Regions from separate parts of the Sus scrofa genome. Here region 1 is linked to region 2. The links are chromatin contacts, called in public HiChIP or PLAC-seq maps. All regions are on one chromosome and are shown on one strand. The core of a region is the stretch at or near the end of the contact, and the rest is flanking DNA. Distances in the headings are between cores, read along the strand shown. Region 1 overlaps MTMR3 (myotubularin-related protein 3). Region 2 holds the start of NF2 (merlin).

The links. HiChIP or PLAC-seq counts read pairs in DNA pulled down with a chosen protein or histone mark.
Region 1: a contact with region 2 is called in an H3K27ac HiChIP or PLAC-seq map of alveolar macrophages. The contact joins the enhancer-like site here to the promoter of NF2 in region 2. A contact is called at or near these places in 1 of 5 promoter capture datasets (liver), 6 of 47 Hi-C or Micro-C datasets (fetal heart ventricle, fetal skeletal muscle, liver and 2 more) and 2 of 2 datasets of contacts at active chromatin or transcription factors (alveolar macrophages and skeletal muscle).

What each region holds. Positions count from the first base shown.
Region 1 is chr14:46,985,679-46,992,761 of Sscrofa11.1, reverse strand. All of the region lies in intron 7 of MTMR3 (myotubularin-related protein 3), which reads right to left. It also overlaps the pseudogene LOC110256676. Among named protein-coding and RNA genes, the nearest start is that of MTMR3, 110 kb to the right of the region's middle. Within about 2 kb of position 4,766, at least 4 of the 83 cell types and tissues checked have an H3K27ac peak or open chromatin away from gene starts, as enhancers often do. A contact at or near this core is called in alveolar macrophages, where this site is marked.
Region 2 is chr14:46,651,517-46,657,985 of Sscrofa11.1, reverse strand. It overlaps NF2 (merlin), which reads right to left and starts at 4,117. Exons shown (of 16, transcript XM_003483446.4): 1 at 3,505-4,117. The coding sequence starts at 3,618.

The DNA of each region.
Region 1 (7,083 bases), core at 3,517-6,016, 330 kb before region 2:
AAACTCTCTGCCAGAATAAGACCATACAAAGAAATGAGGAAAACTAATTTCAATCAAGGAACTGTTATCACCTCTAATCACTATGCTCAAACTTGAAGGTAATATCATTTACCTCATTGTACAGAGGACAAAAGAGAGACAAAACAGACTGAGGTTACTGTACATCTGTCTGATCCCAAAACCCATGTTCTTGTCACTATACTAGCTACTTTCATATTTCTACACTCCAACAAATGGTATATATAAAAAATAAAATCAACAAGTTCAGCAAGAATAGAATCACTTACTCATCAGAAACCCTTTGCACCAGATTTCAGAACTTGAGTTTTCTGGATTTTAAGGTGGTGCATATATTATAATACTTAGTAATGCTCTCAACAGCATTAACAAAACACTAACATTTTTATAGTGAAATGCACTGATAATTCACCCTAATTGGGAAAAATAAAGCAACAAATAGCTTCATGTTGGCTCAGATCAGGTCAAACCACCAAATAAAATTTAAAAAGTCTTTTGATTTTCAGAGCCTTATAGATTACAGATTGCAGTCTAGAATCACTGGACTGGAGTTCCCGTCGTGGCTCAGCGGTTAACAAACCCGCCTAGCATACATGAGGACGAAGGTTCGATCCCTGGCCTCGCTCAGTGGTTTAAGGATCCAGCGTTGCCGTGAGCTGTGGTGTAGGTTGCAGATGCAGCTTGGATCCCACATTGCTGTGGCTGTGATGTGGGCCAGCAGCTACAGATCTGATCAGACCCCTAGCCTGGGAACCTCCATGTGCCACAGGTGTGGCCAGAAAGAAAGAAATCATTGGACTATAACTGCCAGTATCCAGGAATCTCAAGAAACACCATACTATTAACCAATGTGCTTATGAGCATTTCTAAGAACATATACCCCAACAAGTATAACCTACTTACATTTACCTTAATGAATTTGGCTGCTTCTTCCTTAAGACACTGAGCAACAAAGGCAGAAATGAAGCCGACATAAAAGTCATTAAATCTAAAATAACTTCCTTCCTTGAAAACACAGAGTGCTAGGGCAATAATTTTATAAAAATAAACAACAAAAACCCATTAAGTAATACTTCCAACATATAGTATTATAGGTTATAAAATAAATCCAGGTGAAGTTTGGGAGAAACTACAACAACAAATAAAAGCACAAAACAGACTGCTCTGGTGATCAAAGTTTAAAACTTTTCTCTCCCTGGGAGAGGCTCAGCTTCAGAATAGGAAGCAGCAATTACCTGAATGAAGGACAGTTCTATAAACCTACTTCTCATTTAAACTGCTTTTCCTAGGCTTAAACTAGGTATTATATGTTTCCTGAAGGAGAGCTATAAAAAGATGAGGTTCAGAGATAGAGGAAGCAATTATCAGCTGCATCTACCCCATTTTTTAAAAGTGATACAATCTCCCAAACAGGAAAAGCTATCTGAATTGGGGTTTCAGCTGTCTATAAACTGCAAAAAATAGCATCCATCAAGAATACCGAACAAGAATGGTATTCGTGGCACAGCAGAAACGAATCCAACTGGGAACCATGAGGTTGTGGGTTCAATCCCTGGCCTTGGTCCGTGGGTTGAGGATCCGGCGTTGCCATGAGCTGTGGTGTAGGTCGCAGACTCGGTTTGGTTCTGGTGTTGCTGTAGCTCTGGCATAGGCCAGCAGCAACAGCTCCGATTAGACCCCTAGCCTGGGAACCTCCATATGCCGTGGGTGCAGCCCTGAAAAGACAAAAGGAAAAAAAAAAGAAAAAAGAATATTAGACAGGGTTCTTTGAGGAATACAAGGTCACCACTGCAGGTCACCACTCCTGCTCCTGACTCACCGCTGTTCACTCCGCTCTCTCCAAGGAGAAAGCAGATCAGGAAGCAGCACCACAGCCAGGCCTTTTAAAGATACCAGAAAGACTCCCAATGGAGCTGGAAGTGGCAATTCACCAGATTAGAATCACCCTCACCAGCTACAACATGAAGTTTTTGGAGGGTGTGTGTACTGATCTGATCAGAGGCACAAAAGCAAAGGCAAATCTAAAAGTAAAAGGACTGGTTCAGATGCCTACCAAGACCAAGACTAACTACAAGGAAAACTCCTTGTAGTAAAAGTTCTGAGATTTGGGATCGTTTTCTGATAAAGATCCACCAACGACTCACTGACCTACACAGTCCTTCTGAGACTGTTCAGCAGATCATTTTTGTCAGCACTGAGCCAGGAGCCTAGGTTGAAGTCACTACTGCAGATGCTTAAGTCAACCTTTTTAATAAATTGATACTCGATTGTTCAAAAAAGAAGAATACTAGACAGGGAGTCCCAATATAAAAGCTATAAAACCATGACAACTTCCAAGCTCCAAGTCTTTGCAAAAGGTAAAGGTACTTAAATTAATGGTCATTTACATTAGTAATCTCTATCTTAAACATTGATACCCTATAGAGGAGCCTATAGTTTTAAAATAATCGCTGGCAAAATAATAGCCTCCTCTCACCTCCTCCTCCTTGGGCAGTTTACTATGTAGAGTGAGTTTTAATTATCTTTGTGTCCTCCCAAGTGATACCTTCACCACTTCTCAAACTGACCATCACAATCCATAATAAGAATGTTTTACATAACAATTCAATACAACATTTTATATCTTAAGAGTTTCACAAAACAATACCCACCCTAGTGTGTGATACATTGTTGTTTTCTAGTCTTTTTTTTTTTTTTTTTTTGGTCTTTTTAGGGCCGCACCCGCAGCACATGGAGTTTCCCAGGCTGGGGGTTGAATTGGAGCTATAGATGCTGGCCTACATCACAGCCATGAGGGATCCAAGCCACGTCTGCAATCTGCACCATGGCTCATGGCAATGCCAGATCCTTAACCCACTGAGTGAGGCCAGGGATTGAACCTGCGTCCTCATGGATGCTAGTCAGATTCGTTTCCACTGAGCCACGACGAGAACTCCAGATATTTTCTATTCTAAATGTTTCATTTCATATTTCATTTTTTAAAACTTTGATTTTATGACCCACTGATGGATCACAACCTCCAATTTGAAAACCACTGCTTGAAAAAAAATTAGCAGCTCAGAATTCTTTCGTGATGCATCAGGTTAAGGATCTGGCATTGTCACTGCTGTGGTACAGGTTCAAACCCTGACCTGGGAACTTCTGCAAGCCACAGACGTGGCCAATAAGAAAACAAATTTAGCATTAGGTCTTACATACATGAGAAATTCAGCTGGCTTTTGCCAAAATATGTTAGAAGTTCACTTGTGTTTATTCTGCAGAAAAGTGCATACCAAGGACATATATTGCTAGATTTCCTTAAGAAATTCTCCTTTCGGAATTCTCATGTCTCCACTGATTCAATATTAGATATGCTGTAGTATCTCACTTTATTTTAAATATTAGGGTCATAAGTTTTGTTTGGCTTTATGTTTCCTTTTCAGTCCTTCCTGTGTGCCTCCCCCAACCCTAAATGAGGATTTGTTCCCTTCTAACACTGTATTTCTTTTGCTTTTTCTTCTTTCTACTGCCACACCTGAAGCATATGGAAGTTCCTGGGCCAGGGGTCAAATTGAAGCCGTAACTGTGGCCTACGCCAGAGCAACACCAGATGCAAGTTGCATCTCCAACCTATACGGCAGCTTGTGGCAACACCAGATTCTTAACCCACTGAGTAAGGCCAGGGATCGAACCCACATCCTCACAGACAATGTCAGATCCTTAACCTATTGAGCTACAGTGGGAACTCCAACATTGTGATTCTTATACTACAAATACAAACACAGTCCAGCAATTCTTATTTCAATGGGAATGAAAGCTCTAAAGAAATAAGTCGCTCTATCATAACCACAGTGTCAATCAGCAATCTAAAATAATTCTGCCCCCAAAAGTCCAGCTCACTGGGTTGTTCTGAGTATTCAAGCCTTCAGTTATATACAGCTTAAAGGCCTCAGATTGAAGAGCCAGGCCCTTAACCAGGATGTGAAGAAAGATAGTACCAAAGAAGGTGAGAAGTAGCTCTCCCAGATTTTCAAATACAGAGAAGAATCATTCTTTTCTATGAACAAAGGTCCCAGTGCAGTCATCTAGATGTATATTTACTGGACTGCATTCAAACTCACAAAACAGACTCTGTGGCAAGGGCCTTTACTTTATACTAAACAGGCAGCTGCACAACAGTATAAGACCCAGAGTCATATGCTCTTCATGGTTAAGCAAGATGTGTTTACTGGGCATGTCACAGGAGAAGTGGGTCTGAACCTCTCTAAACTAGTAACTGAATTTCCCAGTTATCAGTCAGACCTCCAAATTAATGCTTAAGTACAGACCAATCACCAAGAAATCAGCTAAAATGAGAAGGACGCCGAGCATATAGGAGAGAAGCTTTAAGCTTTAGTCCATTCTTTTTAAGAGTTTGAGAGAAAGATAAAAGAGTCAACAGTTTAACAATAACTCCAACAACAATGTAGAAACTTCTTTCAAAGGAGATTAAGACCAAGAGCTATGACCACAGTATGGTTGGCTTAACTATGACAGGGTCAACAGCCAGAAACTAAGATTTACATGAATACAAGATAATGATGTAATTTTCCCATTTTCCCCCTCTCTGACACATTCTGCTCTCAACAGGCTAGGCAGAAAAGAATCCATAAAAGGTTTCATTAAATTCTGAAAGACTAAATGAACTTCCACCCATGAGAGTCTATGCTTATGATCTCATGTGTTGAGGCAGATTATACAACAGTATGACTTTGAAATATCTCAAGTGCTGTCTCACCGAAAGATGATTTGTAAGAATGTGGTTGTCTGGCCTGCTCATTATTGGTGAGTAACGCTGTAGCCGCCACCAACACTCAACAATATTGGGTGGAGACAGAAGAACCAGGTTGACTTGCTTTCAAAATGCCACCACAGTATTTTTTAAGAATGTTTTCCTTTGTACTCCATAGTGAAAATACATAAAAGGCAAAAGCTGTACATATACACACTCCCAAACCAAGTCACTGAAGTACAATAAGAGTGAATGTGAGTTGTACCAGGTTAAATTCAGTGTGGTATATATATTGAAAAGAAACAAAATACAACCTTTACTCAGAGTAAGTTCTAATCAGTTACAATGACATCATCTTGTATGTTCATAATTTCCAAAATGAATGTTCACAAGCATGGCACATAGAAGGCACTGAAACATTTATGAGTTAAACTCTCCAGCATTAACAGATTTGATCTTCAAGATACCCACATCAGCTTGGGCAGGAAGAACAAAAATATTCCACTCTGAAGATCAAAAAAAACTAAAGTACAGGGAGGATAAATGCCTTGTCCAGGAATATTTTCAATTAAATGGCAATATACAAATTTGAATTCAGGTTTTCCAGTTCCTAGATCAGTATTTTACACCCCAAATGCTTCCATCCATCACAAATCCATGAAAAGACAGGAAACTATGGATATCTGTGTGTCTTGGTAAAATACCAGATATCTTTAAGAAGGGAAAGGTCTGGGGACCAAAGTTATCTCAGCTCAGGACAAAGCCATCTATAATTAATCGATAGGAGTTAAATTCTGACCCGGCACACATCTTAGGAACATCCTAAGAGTTGGCTCAAATCCTAAAAGAAACTAAAAGTATCAAGGAAATAAGGAATCATCTAAAGAGATGAGGAATTTCAGTCTGAATTTTCAGTGGTTGTGGGAGTTAACAGGTAAGGAGAAATTCAAGCCTTAACTAAACACTAGCAACCCTAAACTAGTGAACACCTTTTGGAGTTAAAAGTCTTAAACAAATCAAAGTTCCCAAATAACATATGTTAAGACAGCAAAATACAGTCGCTAACTTCATTATCCTAGAAAATGGGAGAAACTAAAAATCTAATAAATAAGATGTTCATGGTTAAAAATTCAGCAAATATGCTTGTAAGATTTGTGCATTTCATTGTACGTAAATATTACTTTTTTATACACTCAAAAAACTTGAAAAGAGCTATAAACAAGCAAAAAACAGTGGTATCTCATACAAAAAAGGAAAAAGAAAGATTCAATGGGTGACTGAAGTGAGGAACAGTTTAGACACATTCTCATCACCTTCCAAGGTTGGCATGGATGACTCCTGTGAACAACTGTGGGTTCCACCAGCCAATCAGGCTTGTGGGAAGCTTGAATTCCTGACTTTCCCTAAGGATCCAGAAGGGCCAGGTACCTCTGTTTTCCATCTCTGTATCCACAGCACCCCACTCAGTCAGCTCCCAACAGCTGAGAATGGGGTTTAAATCCTGGCTTTGTCACTGCCTAGCAGTGAGACTTGGCAAAAAACCTTTACCTTTGAGTCTCCATTTCTTTGGCTCCCAAAATAGAAACACCAGCCTATCGTGCCTGTTTGACAAGGTCATGAGGGTCCAACAAAAGTATGTATTAAAGCATCTTTAAAAATATGCTGTGTAATGTTTGCTATATTTTAATTAAATATATGAACCAAAAAGCTTCAATCAGGAATGGAGCCAGGAAACAAAATGATACAAAAGTAGCTAGATTAGCCTTCAGCATTTAAAATAACCCACAGCAGAACTGTTAAGACTAAAGGTTCAGGACTGAAAATTGAGGATAAAGGAAAAAGTCCCCAGAGTAAACTTTATTGGAAGGAAGCTCACAATGTTTCACTGTTTAGGAATTCAAGATGCTGCTTCCAAGCCGGACACATTCAAGATTCACTGCTGGACCAGCAAAGCTCTATTTATGGCAGCATAAGATTTATAGAAACTACACAGAGAAAAACAATATGAACTTAGTCAAAGCCATTTTTAAGGGAGCAAGAAAGTGAGTGTGACAAGGATTTCAGGAGGAGTCAGGAAGCCTGGGCTCCAATATAGGCTCAACCTCTTTATTTGTCCTGAGGAAAGTCACTTGGCCTCTCGACCTCTGTTTCATCATCTATGAGATGAAAGGGGTGGAAAAAAGGTAATCTATGACTTGAAAATTCAAAGATAGAAAGGCCATATTGTAATCCATTATTCTGTGGTCTAACCTCACACATCTGTACCTTTATTCATGCTACTTGCTCTGTCTAAAGTCCTTTTCCCCATTCTGTAA
Region 2 (6,469 bases), core at 2,868-5,367:
ATAGGAGTTACAGCTGCCGGCCTACATCACAGCCAGATCCCAGCCGAGTCTGTGACCTACACCACAGCTCACGGCAACACTGGATCCTTAACCCACTGAACAAGGCCAGCAATCAAACCCGAAACCTCATGGATCCTAGTCGGGTTTGTTAACTGCTGAGCCATAAAGGGAACTCAACTTTATTTTTTAAATGTCCTTTTCATTAATATCCAGCTGTGCTGGATATAGAATTCTTAGCTGACAAGTTTTGCCTTTGAGCACTTGTGAATGACATCCATCTCTGGCCTCCACAGCCTCTGCTGAGAAGTAGCTGTTAATGTACCAAGTCATTTTTTTTCTTGCTGCTTTCAAGATTGTTCCCCTAATCTATCAATACTTTTACTATGAGTCTGTTTGTGAATCTCTTTGTGTTTATCCTCCTTGGAGTTCATTGAACTTTCTGAAGATACAGGTTATTGTTTTTCAATTAATTTAGGAAGTTTCGGCCTTTTTTTTTTTTTTTTGGCTACATCCACAGCATGCAGAAGTCTCCAGCCCAAGGATTGAAACACCCCATGGCAGTGACTTGAGCAATGACAGTGACAACACTGGATCCTTAACTTGCTGCATCATCAAGGAACTCCACAGGCATTATTTTTTTGAATATTTTTTCTCTCTCCTCTCCTGGTAGTCCCCTTGCACATATGTTAGTGCACTGAAAGATCCTCATTTCTCTGAGGCTCTGTACAGTTTTCATTCTTTTTCTCTCTTCTCTTCAGCTTATATAAACTCTATCAATCTATCTTCAAATACAAATTATTTCTTCTGCCAATTGGAATTTACCTTGAGCCCCTCTAGTGAATTTTTCATCTCAGTCATTGTATTTTCCAACTCCAGAATTTTAGTTTGGTTCTTTCCAGATGTTTTATTGACTCCTACAAACTAACTGGCCTATAGACTATACAGTATCTTCATTAAATCCACAAATTTCCCAATTGCCTTTCACCAAAAGCTCCTCAGTTCTAGAGAGTCCCCTTAGTCATAAATTCTCCACACTCTATTTGCAAACAAAAAGTCACTACTTTCTGTAAGGAGCTAAGGGTTTTAAAACCTGCTTCTCCCTCCAGGCAAAATCTCTGAGCCCCTGATAGAAGGGGGTAAGGGAAGACACAGTAGCCTGAGGCCTTCTCAGTTTGCTTCTCCTGGCTGGAACCACCATCTCACAAACTGAGGGTCATTGGGACTCCAGTATTCCCGGAGAGCCACACCTGTAATACAGCCCACATTCCATAAGTAAGAGCTGGGTGGAAGAAGGAAGCTCCATGATTCAGCTTCACTCACCCAGGATTTAGCCTCAGCAACAAGTAGCCTTGGGCAGAAGCCCTAAACTATGCACTTCTGGGAAGAAGGCTGTCTGCCTAGGGGGTAGGGGGAGAGGAAGCCCTGTGTACTGGGCTGCGGGGTTGAGAGCAGAATCTCTACCTTGTAGAGCTGGGAGCAGGGAGGGTGGTATGGTCCTGGTTCAAACACCACAAACTCCTGCCTTTCTTACAGATTTTTTTTTTTTTTTTTTTTCTATTTAAGGCCACACCTGCAGCATATGGAAGGTCCCAGGCCAGGGGTCAAATCAGAGCTGTAGCTGCTGGCCTATACCACAGCCACAGCAATGCAGCATCGGAGCCATGTCTGTGACCTATACTGTAGCACAGGGTAACGCCAGATTCTTAACCTACTGAGCGAAGCCGGGGATCAAACCTGCATCCTCATGGATACTAGTCAGGTTCATAACTGCTGAAACACAATGGAACTCCTTTACCGAATTTTCATAGATTTTCTTTCTTTCTTTTTCTTTTTTCTTTTTTGGTCTTAAAGGGCCGCACCCACGGCATATGGAGGTTCCCAGGCTAGGGGTTCAATCAGAGCTACAGCTGCTGGCCTATGCCACAGCCACAGCAATGCAGGATCCAAGCTGCGTCTCTGACCTATACCCACAGCTCAGTGAAACCTTAACCCGATGAGCAAGGCCAGGAATTGAACCCCCGTCCTCACAGATACCAGTAGGGTTCGTTAACAACTGCACCATGATGGGACCCCCCTTCATAGATTTTCTTGAGTAGATGCTTCTTCACTTGATGTCTGCTCTTAGAACAACTTCCAGAGGGTTTACAAAAAAAAAATTTTTTTGGCCACACCTACGGCATGTAGAAGTTCCAGGGCCAGGGACTGAACCCACGCCACAGCAGTGACCCAAGCCATAGAGCCACAGCAGTGACAACGTTGGATCCTTAACCTGCTGTGCCACCAGAGAACTCTCTAAATTGGTTTTTGTTTTTGTTTTGTCTTTTTAGGGCCATACTGTGGCATATGGAAGTTCCCAGGCTAGGGGTCGAATCAGAGCTGTAGCCACTGGCCTACACCACAGCCACAGCAACGCGGGATCCGAGCTGTGTCTGTGACCTACACCACAGCTCATAGCAATGCCAGATCCTTACCCACTGATTGAGGCCAGGGATCGAACCTGTGTCCTCATGGATACTTGTTTCCACTGAGCCACGACAGGAACTCCTAAATTGTTTTTTAAAAATAAATTTTACCAGTTTACAGAGCACCATGTCACTGGAGTTCCTCACCCTGTCAGGCTGGAAGGGATCCTGCCTAAGGCCATTTTTGTTCTACAGAGGTAGAACTGAAGAGTTGAGCAGTTGCAACTCGGACCCTAAGGCTTGAAAAGCTGAAAAAATTTATTATGGGCCCGTTACAGAAAAAAAATTGCCAACCACTGACTTATGTTGCTGTTGCCAATTCTGCTTGTCCCCAGGCCACACTCTGAGTAGCAAGGACATAAAATTACTTGAGAGCAGTACTGTATTGGCTCGAATCAAAACGCTCCTTCACCATTTACTGGATATATGGTTTGGGGTACCCACCTAAATGAGTTGTTTTGAGAGGTAAGTGTATGAATGTCTGACACTTAGGACGTATTCAATAAAGGATAACTTATCATTGTGATACAAACTGTAGGGAAAGTTTAGGATATCATCTTTTTCCTCGAAGAGTTTTTTCCAGAAAATTTAAGCTGTGAAAAAGGGAAACAACTACTGTAGACTGTGCAATAAAATGAGATGCAACTTTTAATAGCTGGGGTACATAATATAATCGAATAAAGTTAAAAACTCTATAAAGCTGAAGTTAAAGCCTGACACTGAAAATTAAATTTCGCTACCACGGATGTTTTCAGACTCTTGGAATAACAATGAATGAAAACCTTCAGGAAGCACTTCCAAACCCAAAAGTCCCATTGAAAAAAGCAGCGATTATCTTTAACATGACGATTTGGGCCTAGATGGCTCCTTCCGGTTCTGACCCTCTCAGTCTTTGCCCAGAGATGATATAAACAGAATCCCGAAGCTTCCACCTCAACTGTCACCGCGGCAAGGGCGCCCAGGTCGGTGCCAGATCCGCACCAGGGCCCGATCCCGCCAGGCCTCCCTTCGCTGCAGCCCGTAGGGGCTGCCGGCCGGTTACCTCGCAATTGAACTCCATCTCCGCGTCCATAGTGACGATCCGCACGGTGAACGTCTTGGGCTGCTTCCTCTTGAGAGAGCTGAAGCTCATTCGGGAAGCGATGGCCCCGGCCATGGCGTGGGGCTCAGGCCCGGGAACCTGGGGCCCCGGGGCCTGCACTCTGGACCTTTTAGCCTCCCTGGAGAAGCCGCACAGGCCTCAGGGCCACCATGGTGGCCGGCCGGCCGGCCCGGGAGCTGTCTGAGCGGCGCGGGCCCCCAGCGGCCAGCATGGGCCGCGAGGACCGTGCCCTGGGAACGGAAAGGGGAGTTGGGGGGCGGGCCCTGATGGCCGCGGGGAGAGATCGCGATCAGGGACAGACAAGGCGGGCACCGCCCGGCTCTCGCCGGGACTCGGGCTGGGGACGTTGGGGACGCCCAGGGACGGGGGCCCTAGACGGCGGCTGCCCAGACCCTGCGCGCCTCTCAGCGGCCAACAGAGGTCTCAGGGGCCGCTCTCCAGCCAGGCGCGCACGTGCGCGCGTGGCTGTCACCGTCCTAGCTCCGCGCACCCGCGGGAAGCGTCCCCTCCCCGCATCCCCCGGCCTGCTCCCTGCCCCGCCCTCAGGCCCTTCAGAGCGCTACACGCAACGCAACCTAACTCGGCGGCTGCAGCCTAGACACCACGATTGGCTGAGAACTCTGAGGGAGGCGGGACTTTCTCCCGCTGTCCCACCTTCTTCAGTAGGACTTTACCAATTGGAAGTTCAGATCTAATTGGAGGCGCGGGATTACCCTCGACGTTGAGTGGCTAAGGCAGCGTCACTCCGAACGCTTTTGTTCGTAGGGGTACGCCTACTCTAGCAAGACTGGTTGACGCGGGGAGCCCGGCGCGCCTTTCCCAGGAAAACAAGAAGAGGCTGCTCCCGGGGCGCGGGAGATGAGTCACTCCTCAGTTCAGCAAGGGACTGCCCTTCGGACCAGGTCTGCGCCGAGTGTGGCGCCCCAGGAGACTGCGTTTCGAACGCCGAGCGGCCAATCCTGTTTAGCACTTAATTGCATGTATTACATGTACTGACTTGGTTTTTCTTAAACTTTCAAATCACTTGAGGCCGCTTGGTAGCGGGCAGTTTCCGCCAAGTCCTTCAGCTTCTGTTGAGGAGAAATTCTAGTTGTTACCGCGGGAGGGGGTAATAATTGCATCTGTCTCATGGAGTTGTTGAGGAATTTAAGCGAGATCATCCATATAAAGCTTTAGATAAGTGACTGGTCATACTACGTTGAATCTTATGAAATTATTCTTTCTGTAGATTTAAAAAACTAGAAAAATGAAAGCAGTTTTTATGTTGTGTTCTGTGTGATTTCCAGTTTCAGATCATATACATGATTTTTGTTTAAACTTCCTCAAGGGTTACAGTGAATGTGTGTGAGAGAGAGGTAGGGGAGTATAACTTTCTGTGTTTTTGTTGTGGTTCTTTAGGGCCACACCTGGGGCATATGGAAGCGCCTGGGATAGAGGTCCAACTGGAGCTGCAGCTTCCAGTCTACACCACAGCCACAGCAATGCCAGATCTGAGCCGCATCTGCGACCTACATCACAGCTCAGGGCAATGCGGGATCCTTAAACCACTGAGGGAGGCCAGGGATTGAATCCGAGTCCTCTTTGGATACTAGTTGCTGAGCCACAACTGGAACTCGTGTGTGTGTGTGTGTGTGTGTGTGTGTTTCTGTTTCTCTTTTAATCCAAATTTTAAGTTAATTCTTAGTGGTTGCCTAGCTGAGTGGTTGAAGGTTAAGCGTTGCACAGGTATTAACTATCATTATCACCCCCACCCCCACTCTACAGGTGAAGAAAAAGCTCAGCATGACGGAGCTACTTGCTGGCTAGCATCTAACTGCTGAGAGGCAAAGCTGGAACTCAAACCCAGGTCTGTTCCACCCAGAGACTGCTCGTATTACCTCTACTCTGCTCTCCTTCCCTGGTGGTGGCTTCTGAATTGCTCCTCCTGGTTACAGCCCCAAGACCCTGAACTACAGTTCTGGAGCCCTCAGCAGACACTGATGCTATAACTCTATTAAGAGCATAAATTACTCTTCCCCATAGGCCACCACAGTGCCTGTGAAGCACCAGCCAGGCTCCAGTAACATTTGCTGGCACACCCAGCCAGGCTGCCATGGGAGAACTTTATGCCCTGCCTACTGCTAGCAAATTCTCCCCACCAAACTGATTGTTTAGGGCACTGTGGGCTTATCGTGGGAGTGTCTTTATTTTCATTGCTTCTCTTCTTCCCTGCAGGTGGGAAAACCAGGCTAGATTTCCTATGGGCTCCCCACAGGGACAACAAATCACAGCTTTAACTGAGGGACAAAGCTGCTGACAGAAAATAAGTGACATAAGTGACTCTGGGCCACTGAGGAGTGAATCACGCAGCAGGGGCTGAAAATAACACTGATAGCTTGTTTTTATGGAAGGCTCCCTGGGTGCTAGGCACTGGCCTGATTGGCTGAAATTTAGCATTCCTAGGGAGACATCTGGGTAGATGTACGGTTCTAGATCTCAGAAGCAAGGCCAGGGCCAGGAATCAAAATAGATGTGATGGAATACTATGCTGTCATTAAAAGTGCCATTCACAAGGAATAAATAGAGATGGTAATAAATGGTATGTACCAGAGAAGGTTCTGAGAAGGAAAAATTCATATAGGGCTCGCTAAGAAAGAACTGGCACACAGACACCAGTTAATAAATATTTGTTGCATGAATAAGTGAAGGGCATGAGGAAATACTTATGGTCTCAACTATGGGAACAATGTTAATAGTCACAAAATATTAAGTGCTTACCATATAAGGTACTCTGCAAAGTGCTTTGCATGCTTTACCTATTTTGCTCTTTATCAAAACCCTATTCAGTAGATATATATCCCTAGTTTATACATGGGGAAACCGGATAAGGCTGAAACTAAGTAATTCACCCAGTGTCATAATTGGT